Linked DNA regions of Rattus norvegicus: region 1 is linked to region 2. A link is a contact called in public Hi-C data. All regions are on one chromosome and are shown on one strand. The core of a region is the stretch at or near the end of the contact, and the rest is flanking DNA. Distances in the headings are between cores, read along the strand shown.

What was found. Hi-C and Micro-C count contacts between places; a contact is called where the count stands out from the background.
Region 1: a contact with region 2 is called in a Hi-C map of the A7r5 cell line, with 4 times the contacts expected there. The contact joins two enhancer-like sites. A contact is called at or near these places in 5 of 12 Hi-C or Micro-C datasets (the A7r5 cell line, the Rat2 cell line, frontal cortex and 2 more).

The regions. Positions count from the first base shown.
Region 1 is chr3:133,007,455-133,011,859 of GRCr8, reverse strand. Fbn1 (fibrillin 1) reads left to right here. Exons shown (of 65, transcript NM_031825.2): 64 at 1,502-1,676; 65 at 2,787-3,499. The coding sequence ends at 3,176. Among named protein-coding and RNA genes, the nearest start is that of Dut, 57 kb to the right of the region's middle. Within about 2 kb of position 1,594, at least 8 of the 93 cell types and tissues checked have an H3K27ac peak or open chromatin away from gene starts, as enhancers often do.
Region 2 is chr3:132,966,960-132,971,234 of GRCr8, reverse strand. No RefSeq gene overlaps it. Among named protein-coding and RNA genes, the nearest start is that of Dut, 16 kb to the right of the region's middle. Within about 2 kb of position 1,849, at least 7 of the 93 cell types and tissues checked have an H3K27ac peak or open chromatin away from gene starts, as enhancers often do.

The DNA.
Region 1 (4,405 bases), core at 345-2,844, 41 kb before region 2:
CTGAAGCCATCGTACATGGATGCACATATAGGCATCCCCTCCACCCATTCCCTTGTCCATCCATGCTCCATGCTGCTAGGCAAAGAGGGGAACAAATGCATGCACTCAGAAGACCCCAGGAACCAGAAAGAAGCTCTAAAGTGTAGTGGGAACCAAGAGATAATCTGTCTTGGTGTTGTATTTTGAATCCTATGGACAAACAAATGAATGAGCTGTGGAGAACAAGTCAGCTATTGTAGAGAAGCGGGTTAGTAGGCTTTGGTGCACATTTTGTGGTAGAAATCCACCCTTTTATAACAGCTTTGGCTTCCCTGTGATATCATTTGGGTGGACTTTACCCCCCAAGTAAGGGTTCTTTTAGGATAATCTCTAGGTTCCCAACACATTTAGTAAGGGAGTCTGACAAAAACAAATCAGATACTGTGTGGGGCTCACGCCATAACTTGGCTTCCACAACTGAAAAGCAAAGGAACAAGGATTAGATCTCCCTAGGGCATGGGTTTGTTTATCCGCCTTCAGATGAATCAACCCCAATGGCCTTAGTGGTTTGAAATGACTCGAAGTTAAACTGTTTCCCACAGTTGGGCAAACTCTGCTCTGGTCCATGCTGTATATAAGAGTATATTGGACATCTTCACAGCATGGACTCCTATCAACCCACAGACACTGTGTGGACTTCCCATCCTACATCAGCAAGAGTAAACTGTCAAATAGAAGTGATCGCTGAGAACAAGGATTAGGGAAGGATGATGGTAGTGTTGGAATAAGAAGTGAGCCATTAAGACCTGGGGAAGAGCACTCCACACTGAGCCAGCAGGGGGCAGAAGTGATGGAGAAGGCAATGGTTGGACTATGGACACAAAACATAAAAACGCAGGATATAAAACAGAAAAGACTGGGGTGGAGGGGTGGTGGGAGCAAAGATAGCAAGCATCAGGAAGGTGGGAGACATGAGAAAAAGAAGGCCACCAAAACATACTGTGTCCAACTATGCCATAATGCTATCTGACATACTGTTTGCCGATCTTTAAACTTAAAACATAAAAATCAAGGTCACAGCGGAGGAAGAAATATGGTGTCCAGGAAAGAGGTTCCAGATATGGCCCACCTGCCCACTCACCACTATCTCCTAGAGGTACAGCTGGCAGGGGGCCTTCTGTACTCCCACGGGACATGTTTGCTTCTCTTTTATGTTAACAGTGGCCCGCTAAGTCACATGATCTCGCTCACCCTTGATCTTCAGTTTTCAGTGTGTCCCCTCCCTGCATGAGTACTGCAGACATTTGGCTGGGAAATGAAGGGACAAAGAAGTAGGCAAACCAGTGTCTTGAGAGAAAGAGCTCTGTACTCAGGGCACTGGAATTAGGAGCTAAACACCCAGGCATTGGTATGATGTTTAGAAGCCAATACTGTCCAGTGGACAGTCTGTCATCAGCAGGGAGACTGAACATCGGTGCTGCTGGATCTGACAGAAATTGCCTTGTGCTCCTTTCCTCGGTAGGCATTGTGTTTCTGGAATGGGCATGGGCCGAGGTGGCCCAGAGCCACCTGCCAGTGGCGAGATGGATGACAACTCACTGTCCCCAGAGGCCTGCTATGAGTGTAAGATCAATGGCTACCCAAAACGAGGCAGGAAACGGAGAAGCACGAATGAAACAGATGCCTCTGACATCCAGGTACGTCAGGGTCTCTCCTTGCCTGCAGATATGTGAGGGTTCCTATGGTTCCCTACAAGGACACCTCAAAGAGCGAAGTCTCCCCAGACGGAGAGTCCAGTCATTCTCCTGGCTCTAGCCATACTCTGCAAGAGGCCATGGGGTTTGGGGGTTTGCTTTATTTATTTATTTTGGCTGCCGCTTGGGAGTGGCCGTTTGACAGATCTCACACACTTGCTCATTTCCTCCGTCTCACCAAGAAGAAAGTCAAACGCCTACCCAGTGTCTGCAGACAGGACAAGGTCTGTAGTCAAGCATAGCAAGTGGGCAGAATGGCATGCACACATGGAACTCCCCACAGGGAAACCAAGGTGTAGAAAGGGCTCTTCCATGGAAACTAGCCATAAGGAGTGGGGGTGGGAGAGGACTCGACTGGTGAGCAGGAACATATGATGCGATGCAAAGTCAGGAATGCACTCATTCACCGGATCTCTGGCTCCAGGCTGGGAGCATTCTAGTCCATGTGGTCCCAAAGAGGCGAGCAGAAAGCTAAGGGAAAAGCACCAAACGTTAACAGCTCATCACGGCCAGGAAGTAGGTTCATAGGTGTGTCCTTTAAAAGAGTTAGTTTCCTGTCAGTGAGAGAAATTGAAACAGACGTGTCCTGAGTACTTGTCTTGCTACCCACCTGCTGTGGTTTGGGAAATGAGATAAGTCTTTAAAAAGAAAACAAACTATGAAGCAAGCTTTTAAAACAACATCACTGTGCTTGAGTCACCTGGTAGGCTTGTTAGAATGGAGTGCTGGGAAAAGCCCCAGGAATTCTAATTCAACGGGTCTGGGAGGTGCTAAGGATTGGCATGTCTAATGGTTTCCAGACATGCTAAGGCCGCTGGTTCAGGGACCAACCACACTTCGAGACCTACTGAGAGACATGATTTCAACCTGGCTTAATTTTTCGAGACTACGTTTGTGACTTAAACAAAGTGCCTATGAGTGTGCCTTTTCAGCTTACCCTACCGCACAAGCAGAGAACTGTATTTGACTTGAGAGTTGAATGGCTTTTTCTTTAGTGTGAGAACTGAAGGACATATTTAATTGGAGTTAACCCATCACCATGTGTCTTTCCAGGATGGGTCTGAAATGGAAGCCAACGTGAGCCTCGCGAGCTGGGATGTGGAGAAGCCAGCTAGCTTTGCTTTCAATATTTCCCATATCAATAACAAAGTCCGAATCCTAGAGCTCCTGCCGGCCCTTACAACTCTGATGAACCACAACAAATACTTGATCGAGTCTGGAAATGAAGATGGCTTCTTTAAAATCAACCAGAAAGAAGGGGTCAGCTACCTCCACTTCACGAAGAAGAAGCCAGTGGCTGGAACCTACTCCTTACAAATCAGCAGTACTCCACTTTATAAAAAGAAAGAACTTAACCAGTTAGAAGACAGATATGACAAAGACTACCTCAGCGGTGAACTGGGCGATAACCTGAAGATGAAAATTCAGATCTTGCTGCATTAACTTACCATCCAGAGACCAAATAATTAAAAAAGAAAAAGCAACTTTAGGTAGGTAGGATTATATTTTCCCCAAGCCAGAACCTGCATGGTACAATCATTCACCGAGTCGATCTGTGTAAATGAGCACCATTCTTGGATGGCAACACCAAGGTACAGCGACGATCCTAGTTCAAACAACCACTCTCTCAAGCTTCTCGTGAGTAGCTCAGCTACCCTGTCATGGGTATTGATTCCTGAGAACTGGGACATGAGTATCGGCGGAAGTTGGCCGTGCGTGCCGACCGGCCATCTTTCCAGCCGCCCCACAGAAGCATGTTTCCATCTGACGGACCGCTCCGTGGGTCTTCAAATTTCGAAACTTTGCTTCTCCGAGTGCAAGTAGTAGAGGTCTTTGCTGTCTGTTTGGTGCTAGTAAATTCTCAAAATAGATTTATCGATGCACTGTAATAAGGACACAAGGTAGGAACCAAAATGCTAAGTACTCAGTTCAAATGCTTCATTCATTTCAATCAACCAAAGTTAGTTCAGTAGCTTATCTCACTTATGAGTATGGTGCAGTACATGTAAATTAAGTGTGTGTACACTGTAACGTGCTATTTTTATCATTGAAACATTTATAAACTACAATAATAAAGCCCTTAATGTGAGGGTTTGTAATGGTGCTTATTAAGACCAAAGACTTGTTAAACATCTACACCAAGTGGTAGTGGATTCTGAGACTGGCCCGCGTGTGCACTGAGGTTGGGGAGGACAAGGAAACGGCCTCAGCCACCAGAGGATCACCAGCGCAGCCTCCATCACGCCGCCTGTGCAATATGCCAAAACCGCTCTCCGTCATTCCTGCCAACCAGGGGTTAATGTCATGATGTCACAACAAAGTGATCCTCCCCTCCCTCCCTGTTTTAGTTTACACCTTGGTTTTGTGTTCTTGTGTGGGTTGAGGCTGGAGAGGCCTTTCTGGAGGTGAAATAAAGTCTCCTGGGTTTAAAGTATCCTTGGTTTGTTGTCTGTGGCTTCTGTGTATGTGTAACATAAGCACTAGGAGGAGAAATGGCATCTCCAGTTAGTCCCTTGATGGTGATTACCCATTCTGAGGCTTGGTTCGTTATCCGACTTTCCTAGGAAGACACTTAGATTACAGCATCATTTCTAAAATGTGACCTAATTAGTCCTGGGACGTTTAAACTCCCAGATTTAAAAACTCGCAAATATAAAATTGAGTCATTCTCT
Region 2 (4,275 bases), core at 600-3,099:
CTTTTCACAATTTTTCACTTGAAAGCTATATTTTTTTAAATGTATGTTGGCTTTTACTTTAAAACGTAATTTGTGTTTTATTAATTATAACTCTATATAAAAAGACAGCAACTACGCATTAGCACACTTCATGTTTCTCACGAAAGGGGCAGCTCAGCTGGGCTTCCCCTCTGCTGTGGGAAGGGTGTGTGCTTGGTACAAATGAAGTAAATCCTGGTAATACAGTTCAAATCTCCATACCTGGTGACCAGGGACAGTCTAGGAAGTTTTAACGAGAAAACTGAGTCTAACATGTTGCTGGAGTTTAGTTAGAAGGATGGCTGCCACATAGCCCTCAAGGCTTGCTGTCTGTGACACCATCTGATCACCAGCTCTTTGTTTTTATAAGGTTTCTCGGTGTAGCCCTGGCTGTCCTGGAGCTCACGCTGTAGAGCAGGGTAGCCTTGAACTCACAGAGATCCCCCTGCCTCTTCTGGGGCTATTTCTAGGCTTAAGGACTGCTGGTAGGTTCCTTTCTCACCACCAAGCTCCACCGGTTTCTGTTATTTAGATTTCTGTCTGCAGAGACCTTGAGAACACTACCAGACGGCATAGGTGTGAGTGTGAGGTTGTATTCCTTGACACCTTTGAGTTGTCCCCGTCTGTTCTCTTCAGGATGTAATTCCCAACATTTGGAACTGAACGATTAAGCAGCCATCACTCATGAGATGCAGATGTCCACCACATGCTTACTGCCACGATGTTCACATGGTTGAAAAGAAAAGATAACCCAAGAGATAGAGAGGCCAAGTGCACTTTAAATGGAGTCGACTTTTGATGGAGACGGTGGGTGTGATGGGCTTACAGAACCCACCAGACAGCAGACCAGAGCTGGGTATGCAAGAGCACACAGTAAAGATTGTTTCCCTGCTTTGATTGGAGTAGCAAATCGACCTCAGCCCCCGACATGGCTACTGGTTTGAAAACAATATGTTTTGAAGATCTGAATAAAATGTCCACAAACAAAAGTGCCACATTTAGTACAGAGGGGAGAGTGTGGCAGCAGCAAACCAAGGGCTCAGGGCTTAATCCTTTCAGGAACTTACTGAAAATTATTCCGATTTGTTGTTTGTGATGATAAAACAGGCTGATAATTCTTTCCCAGCTCTGACACATCTGCACCAGGACACGTTTGAAGATTGGAACCCTATGAGGTACTGAAGAAAGCATTCAGCTCTCTCACATTCGAGGTCACACAGTTTTGCAAGTCAAAAACTTTGGGTATGCCAAAAACATCACGCTGCACACTACCAAATAAAAGAACACTGTTATTCTTACAAGGGGAGGCTTGATGGGACGGGAAATAGGCAGGTCAGGGAAGTTTACTTAATACTGAGACTCATTTGACCATCGTGAAGCCAAAATAACAAAGACAGCTCAAAACAAATAAACAAACAGCTGTTGCACAAAGCAAAACCACTGGGTACACGGCCTCCACTGAAGCCACTTATTAGATTTTTTGGCAAATACAAGAAGTGGATAACCTCAGATAACTCCTGGGAAACGTCTAGAAGTCTTCTTATTCGTGCTGCATGCTTTTCACGCAGATCAGGCAGTTTTAATTTGTGGATAGAAAATTCAAACGCAGACTAGATCTGAAAACGTTTCAAATGATTTCATTAATGGGTGATTCTCGAAGAAGCCACATTCTCCTTAAAATGGGGGAGGGGGAGAATAGAGAAAATGGAGGAAAAATCCTAGGCCCTTGGCACAGTTTTCCGTTTTGTTTCAGCACAGCAGGAGGGCAGAGCCGCTGTCTTCTCAGGCCTCCTGAATGCCAGGAGCGATTAGACAAAGTCCACAACCAGCCAAACCTTCTTTAAGGACACAATCTCACTCTTCAAACGACTCCTGCCCATTTGCTCTCAAACGTCGCTACATCCCATCTCCTGCCAGGCTTTGGGTCCACTGGGAGTCTTCAATTATAATTGCAGAATCTTGGTCTTTTTTTAATTTACTTTTTTTTTTTTTTTTTTTTTTTTTTTTTTGCCATTTTTAAAACTAAAAAAGCAAACAAAAAGTGACATCTAGTGGGCATCTGGGTTAAAGCCTCCGGATCAGTGGTTCTCAACCTTCCTAAAGCCTTTAATACAGTTCCTCAATTTGTGGTGACCTCCAGCTATAAAATTATTTTGTTGCTACTTCCTAACTGTATTTTTGCTACTGTTACGAATCAAAAAGTAAATATCTGACATGCAGGATGTCTGATATGCAACTCATGATGGGGTCATTCAACTCCCCGAGGGGTCACATCCCACAGGTTGAGAACCGCTTCTCTGGATGACAGTTTCAATATCGTGTTTTATAAATATTTAAATTTTTTGCTTCTCAAATAGTTTTTTAATCTTCTTAAGATGGAAAAAAACATTTGATAAAAGACTATCCAATAAGAACGGCAAACTGTCCTTTTCTTTCCTTACAGAAAACATTGTTCTTCTCAAAGAATATGAACAAGGAGATAAAGCAAGCAATGCTATTGGGCACTGGGGCGGCTGAGGGTGCCCCGCAGCCAGGTAGGTGGGTGTGAAGACAGTAGGTAGCCAGCCACAGACCCCAGGTGACATGCATTAAGAATACACTTGCACGGTTGGGGATTTGGCTCAGTGGTAGAGCGCTTGCCTAGCAAGCGCAAGGCCCTGGGTTCGGTCCCCAGCTCCGGAAAAAAAAAAAAAGAATACACTTGCACTAGTGCAAATGCAGGGAATCCTGTCGGCTTCCTACGCTGGTGGGTACCTTTGCTGGTTTCCTAAGAGATCAGCAGAGTCCACTGGGATTTTAATTAGGACTGGGAAAGCTGAACCCTGCTCCCTTTAGCTCCCTTCATGCTTCAGAAGTGTCCTCGTGGGTGCACACACTGAATTTGTAGAAAGGCCAGAAAAGGAAATCAGTCACTAAAAGTTTGAAAGATGGTGTTTAAATTTAGTATTTTCTTCCAAGAAAATGTTCAGCTGTAACCTAAGTGCCAGCTGTCCCCAAGTCTTCAGGAATCTTTTTTTTTTTTTTTTTTTTTTTTTGATAACCTGCAAACTCAAACTCACACAGGGTATAGGCACTCCTGAAACTCCCCACAAAACTCCTTCCTCTCCCTACCTTCCCACTCACTGTAACCCTACTTTTTGGCTACTTTATTGGGTTCTTATATCTACCACCTTTTGCCACCCTTATCCCTTCCCAATCCCAACACTAGGTAGGAGAGAAAGGTTAGCAGGGAAAGGGGGTGCGCATCTCTTTAGACTACTTCCTGCTGGCTAGGAGCAGCAAGTTACTAGGGGCAAGTCCAATCTTCGGAGTCAGGATATCTCCAACCTGCAAACCAGCAAAGCAGCAAACAGAATGCAGCAGTAGCAAAACCACAAATGGAACTGCAGTGACCAGCAGCAAAAGGAAGCAGCAGCGGCAGGAATCATCATTATCATCCCATCATCATCGTCAGCAGCAGCAGCAGGAGTCATCATCATCGTCACCCCATCATCATCATCATTGTCAGCAGCAGCAGCAGGAGTCATCATCATTGTCATCCCATCATCATCGTCAGCAGCAGCAGCAGGAGTCATCATCATCGTCACCCCATCATCATCATCATCATCATCATCATCATCGTCATCGTCAGCAGCAGCAGCAGGAGTCATCATCATTGTCATCCCATCATCATCATCGTCAGCAGCAGCAGCAGCAACAGCAGCAGCAGCAAATTTATACCCTCTCAAGATTCCCCTTAATTCCAAATGTATCTATCTGCACCTGTCAAAAATCATACCCTACCTACAGCACAAGTCATAGTGAGTGGCTGTGGATGATCTGTAGCAGGCTCAAATCCCACACCTGGGATTAAAACAAAAACAGTCACACAACACGACTGGGCTTTTCAAGAAAACAAACTTCTCACTGTTCAGATTCCAAGAGCTCCGTGCACCCAGAGCACTGTATGAAATGTCACTTGTCCCGTTTCCCCCAACCCCTTTGACCAAAATGTTTTTTCCTTTTCACGCCCTTCTAAAGCACTACTGTTGTGGAAATATAGTTGTCGATTAGGCTGAATTGTGGGGATAGAGACAAGGGAGCTACAGCACTAATGGCTCAGCCAGCAGATTAAAATGTCACCCATGATGCTAGGGAGCCTGGGATGTTTCAAAATATTTGCGGAAGAATTGGGAGTGGGAAAATTAAGGTTACATAGGGGTCAGTCATCCACAGTGCTGTCTGAACCATGGGAGGAGGTGGGACCTACTGAAAGGC